2 separate regions of the Mus musculus genome follow, and region 2 is linked to region 1. A link is a contact called in public HiChIP or PLAC-seq data. All regions are on one chromosome and are shown on one strand. Each heading gives the region's core, a stretch centred on a gene start, on an enhancer-like site or on the middle of the called end of the contact. The rest is flanking DNA. Distances are from core to core; before and after follow the strand shown.

Region 1 (2,700 bases), core at 87-2,586:
TGAGGAGTTGGTTCTTTCACTTCACCTCATTGTCAAATCTAGGTTCTGTATAAAAGCAGTGTTGTTTTAAAAATTTTATTTATATGAGTACACTGTACACTGTCGCTGTCTTCAGACACATCAGAAGAGGGCATCAGATCCCATCACAGATGGTTGTGAGCCACCATGTGGTTGCTGGGAATTGAACTCAGAACCTCTATAAGAGTAGTCAATACTCTTAACCACTGAGCCATCTCTTCAGCCCTACTTCTGTGAAATCTTAAGAGCACCATTATGTTGAGGTGGCCTAATTGTTTAAATAAATAACAATATTCAAGAAGAAGATCTGCCAGATATCTATAGATCAGTCGTTTCTAGTTATATTTGTATTGTTTACTTTAATGAAGATAATAGGGTATGCAATAGTTTTAGGCAGCTCCTAGATATAAATGAAGTGACAATTTTGCCCAACTCAGGAGATCAGACCCTAGCACTCCCATGAGGCAGATACAGCATTTAAAATTGCTGTTTAGTGCCCTTTCAATATTATTTTCCCAACCAAGGCAGACTGCTCTGGAGGAGATAAAAGACAATGGATACTGTACTAAGGGCTCAACTCTTTGGACTACGTCAGAAGGGGGCCACTGAAGTTAAATGAGACTCTGGTAGTTATTTTGGGTTGGTTTCAATTCTGCATTCTACATGTTTTGTTTTTAGAGAAAGTGTGACAGATAGAGAGAGACCTTTGTGAATCCCAATGTTAAAACCTGTCACCATTTTTTAACAGGAAAACTGGACAAACCTAAGAAGTTCAAGGACTGGAAAAAATGTCTTTCTTCACAGTGAGCCCCACACAGTATTTACGTGTTTGCTAGATGGGCAGATGACCCTCTAACTTGACCTTCGAGACTGAAGCGCCAGTGACAGGTAAGTGGAAAAGGGGACAATGATATACTTTAAAGAGCTGGAAGTAAAGCCCAGTCTATCTCCACCATGGCAGCGAATAAAAGCTCTGGAGAATTCAGTTCGGCCCGAGGCCAGTATAGGAACCATCAATGCGTGAAAAACAACTAGGACCTCACGGTTCTTGCAGACCTGGTTGGCTAAGTGTGCACGTCAGGACCGTAAATCATTTGTAGCACACGCTATTTACGGATGCTCATGCTTCTGAGGTTTCGCCTTACATAAACCCCGCTTAGCTGCAGAAGCCAGTCGGTATGGGGACTTCAGTGTGGAGTTGAAGACATACCACACTGCCTCTTTAAATGTCCTTCTAGTTTTTCTACTGGATGTTCTCTAGTTCCTCTGAGCCACGTAACCCTTTACGATACTAAGACACGCTCCACATTTTTATTTCTTTCTGCGTGTGCAGTGTGGCTGGAAGATCCTAACTCACACTGATGCTTTCTGAGCCCCCAGCGAAGCTGCCAGTGGGCGCACTTCCTGCCGGGAGGTGGGCGGGGCGGGCCGCCTCCTCCTTCAAGCTCCGCCCCACCCTGCGTCCCGCCCTCCCTCCCGGCGGGCAGAGGCTCCGCGGGGGCGGGGCTGAGAGCCGTGGGCGGCGTGGCGCTGCTAGCAGGGCGCAGGGTCGGAGGTGCTGGGGTTTGGCGCGGCTTAGCCCACGGAGCTGTGGTGTAACGCTCGGGAAAGCTCAGCCTCGCGGGCAGGAGAAGCATCGGGCGGAGGCTGCCACCACCAGCTAGTGCAGGGCCTCGGGCCGAGTGGGGCGGAGAGCTGCGGGAGTAAGCGGCGGCCCGGGTCCCGAGCGCTGCGCGCCATGGCGGGCGGGCCCCCCAAGGCCCTGCCGTCCACGGGGCCCCAGTCCTTGCGCGACATGCCGCACCCGCTAGCCGGCTCCAGCAGCGAGGAGGCCGTGGGAGGCGACAGCACGCCCAGCCCGGACCTACTGATGGCCCGCAGCTTCGGTGACAAGGTGGGGCGCTTGGGGCTGGGGACTCCTGGGGCGGAGCGGGAGGAGGATGGATCCAGGACCACCCCTGACACTGGGCCGCGCTCATCCTGGCGCCCCTTTCCCGGAGGTTAGGCGTGCTTTGGCCCCAACAGCCCTTGGCCAAAGCCTGTCCTCTCACTGCCCCCGCGGGGTCGCAGCTGCAGGCTAAGCGGCCAGAGGGCATGTGTTTTCCCTGGCTGAGAGTGGCCCCGAGCGCGGGTGACAGCTGGTGGGGAGGGGTTCGGGTTGCAGCAAGCATGTGGGGACCCGGGGCGTGTGCTGCGGTACTTCGCCTCTGTGTCCCGAGAATGAGGTCCCTCACCCCTCTAGGTGCATTCCTTGAAGAGGAGCTGCAGAATAGGAATAACTTGTTGGCGCCTCCAGTTTCCCCGGACTGCAAAAAAAAAAAGCAAGAGTTAATGGCTAATGGTTTTCCGGGGTGGGTCTGAGCAGCCTTGCTCATCTTCTCCCCAGTCGGTCATGTGGGGAGTGATCTTTGTTTAGGTTTGCTGTTTGCCCCAGGAGTCACCTGACTCCGACCTCAGCGGCGGCTAGAGGAGAGTCTCTGGTTTTCTGTCTAGGGCTTCATTCACCTCTTATAGCGAACCACATTGATTAGGTTTGGCAGTGGCTGGTTTTGTGGTTGACGGAAAGCAAGCTCGCCCTTTGACCTTCTTTGTGCAGAGGGAGGCTCTTGGTCGTTTTGCTATACTCTCCTGCTGCTTTGAGAGACAGCAAAGTCCCGTGGGGAGGAGGAAGAGACTGCATCT
Region 2 (2,764 bases), core at 188-2,687, 2.5 Mb after region 1:
AGAGCCTACTCATGGCTGCTACTGTGGGAGGCATAAAGCAATAAAAAGTAGCCCCAAATTTCCAACTCCCTCCATTGCTTTTGGGTTCCAGAGGCTTCAAAAGGCCTAGCCCATTAGCCACTGAGGTTAGATAGATTTTTACCCTCCTGTGAGTCCTGCAGATATGTTTTCTCTGAGGCTGTACAACTCCCCTTAGCTTTGGCCAAACTCTGTGTGACCCTGAGCTTAACCTTTTGCAGGTGGCTCTCTCACAGGGTGGAAATATTTGCTGTTAATCATGACAATGGCTTCCATTTATCACACAAGGCTCCACTGCCAGGTTTAATGCTGAGAATTCAACCTGTGTTTTCATCTAAGTCTTTCAACACCTATGTGACATAGACTCTAGTATATATTTATTTTTAAATCTGATCAGGAAGCTGAGCCTTAGATGTATAAAGCTGTTTATCTGAGGCCTCATGGCTAATACTCCAGAACTCAGGATTTGAGCTGAGATGTCCGACTCCAGTCTCAGTGTCTCAGCTAACCCTTGGTCAGAGTTCTTTGAGGGGAACATATGGGCAGATTGGTTGGCAAAGGATTGCCAAGTGTGTTTAAGAACGTATATGAAAGATTCTTGATGTTAGGGAAAGAATTAATGTTAAAAGTTTGATATATATTCCTGATAAAATTAAATCAGTGAGATGAAAAGACAATACACACACACACACACCAAAAAAAAAAAAAAAAAAAAAAAAAAAAAAAAAAAAAGCAATGGAAATACTAACGAGAGAAAAAGTTTATCAACCTAGTAAGAAAACAAATACAGCCTAGTGCGTGTGAGGGAGAATGAGAAAAAAGCAGTCCGTAAGCCGAAAGCAGCCCTGGGGTGTAATGGAATCTGAGCCCCGACCTTGGACTTCGGGACTGTGAGAAACAAATGTCCATGGTTTATAAGCCCGCAGTCTATTATAGTTTGTTAATGTAGCCCAAATAAACTAAGATTTTTTAAATTACCTACAAGGAAGATGAAAACCTTGTGCAATATAGAAACGTAATCATTGTGAGAATGTACACAGAAAGAAAATTACAACTGTGCACTGCTGTGTGCTCATCAGATTGTAGAAGATAAAGTGGCGACAGGGAGCGTCTAGGGCGTAGTTGATTTAATGCACTCCTAATTTGTTGTTTTTGTGTTCCTGGGATGAACCTTTTAATTTTGCACTCAACATGTGTTAAGCTTAACGAGATATCTGATCAAAAAGTAATAAACATTTTCATGCTAATTGCCAAGGCAAGGTCAATTACAGGTTGCCTGGGCCGCTGGGGATTTCGGAGATGTCGCACAACTCAGGGGTTGTGCGCGTGGGTCCCCCGCGGTTGGCGTGGCCTGGGCCGTGAGGTGGCGCGCGAGTGAGGACCACAACTCCCAGGCGCCCGCGCGCCACCTCACCGGGCCACGTGACTCGCGTGGCCAGGGCGCGGTAGCAGCCGCAATCCTAGTCGAGTCCCAAGTAGAGTCCTGAGTAGAGTCCCGGGCTGAGTCCCGAGCAGCGAGCGGACAGACGCGACCCGGGCGGCCGTCTAGTGTGCTCACCATGCCGGTGAGTCTGCGCTGTGCAGCGGAGGGGACGAAGGTGGACGGGCTGGGCGGTACCCTGGAGATCCTCGCAGCTCTCGACCCCGGGGTGGGGTGGGGGGGAATGTGTCATCGCCGCTGTCACAGCAGGAGTAGGGCTGGGGAGCGCGGCAGGAAAAGCTAGCTGTGGCTCTGGAAGTTTGTCCCTCTCTGTTAGGTAGGAGTCAGTCACTACAGCCAGGCCAGCCCCAGCTGGGACGCTGCAGGTGGGTTGGAGAGCAAGGACAGCTGTCCGCGGTCCCTTCCCGGGCTCTAACCAGATTTAGGGCATTCCGGAAAGGTTTCCTCCAAGGGTGGTCCCGCAGGGTTCAGCCCCTGAGTACACTCCCCCCGCCCACCCCCACCCCCACCCCCACCCCCGGCTCGGCCTGTCCTGGGCAGGTTCCTGGAACTGTTTCTTTAACATGGACCCAGTTACTCCCCCACCTCCCAATCTTTCCTATGAATCCGAAAGTAGGGCTTTCAACAGACGTGTTTTCCTGGTGAGGTTCCTCTTAGACAGAGAATGACAGCTTGCAAGACTCTGCTCTCTGAGGAAATCCTCTGTTTCTTCATGTCACAAAGGTGTCTGAATGTACGACAGGAAGTCTAGCCAGGCTGTTTGGTGGAGAGGCGTCCCACCTCCTGCAGATCCATTAGTACAGGAAATGGATGGGAAACCCTTAACAAAGGTCTCCAGGCAGTCAGCAGCACCACACAGGCCTCCATCCTTTTCTGGTGTCTGGTTAAAAACGAAGGCACTTTTCTTTAAATTTAACCACAAATAAAAGGAAAACAAAAAACAAAAAAAAAATCAAGTCTTGAGAATGGTTCTTTTCTTGGCTACGGTCCCTCCTCTGTGAGGTGCCGCCCTGCATAAAGCCTCGATAAACTGCCATAGAGGCAGATTTATCTCCAGTGGGAACTCGATAGGGTTCTGCCCTTGCATACCTCACCGCAGAACCTGCCAACTGAAAGCTGCGGTCCCTTTTCCTAAGTCTGGGTGTGCTGATTTCAAATCCTTTTCTTTAGCCAAAATACAGAAGTGAGGAAGGGCAGGGGGAACAGGAGTTTTGAACTCGGTAGGAAGTGGAATGAATCATTCCTTATGAGTGAGGACACCCTGCAGTCTGTCCTGACAGCTGCCTCCTGTTCCTGCTTCCCAAC

Evidence for each region. HiChIP or PLAC-seq counts read pairs in DNA pulled down with a chosen protein or histone mark.
Region 2: an H3K4me3 HiChIP or PLAC-seq map of stem cell-derived neural progenitor cells shows a contact between it and region 1, with 8 times the contacts expected there. The contact joins the promoter of Slc31a2 here to the promoter of Snx30 in region 1. A contact is called at or near these places in 1 of 484 Hi-C or Micro-C datasets (B cells) and 5 of 115 datasets of contacts at active chromatin or transcription factors (astrocytes, bone marrow-derived dendritic cells, embryonic forebrain and 2 more).

What each region holds. Positions count from the first base shown.
Region 1 is chr4:59,804,314-59,807,013 of GRCm38.p6, forward strand. It overlaps Snx30 (sorting nexin family member 30), which reads left to right and starts at 1,337. Exons shown (of 9, transcript NM_172468.2): 1 at 1,337-1,912. The coding sequence starts at 1,757.
Region 2 is chr4:62,284,992-62,287,755 of GRCm38.p6, forward strand. It overlaps Slc31a2 (solute carrier family 31, member 2), which reads left to right and starts at 1,438. Exons shown (of 4, transcript NM_025286.3): 1 at 1,438-1,583. The coding sequence starts at 1,578.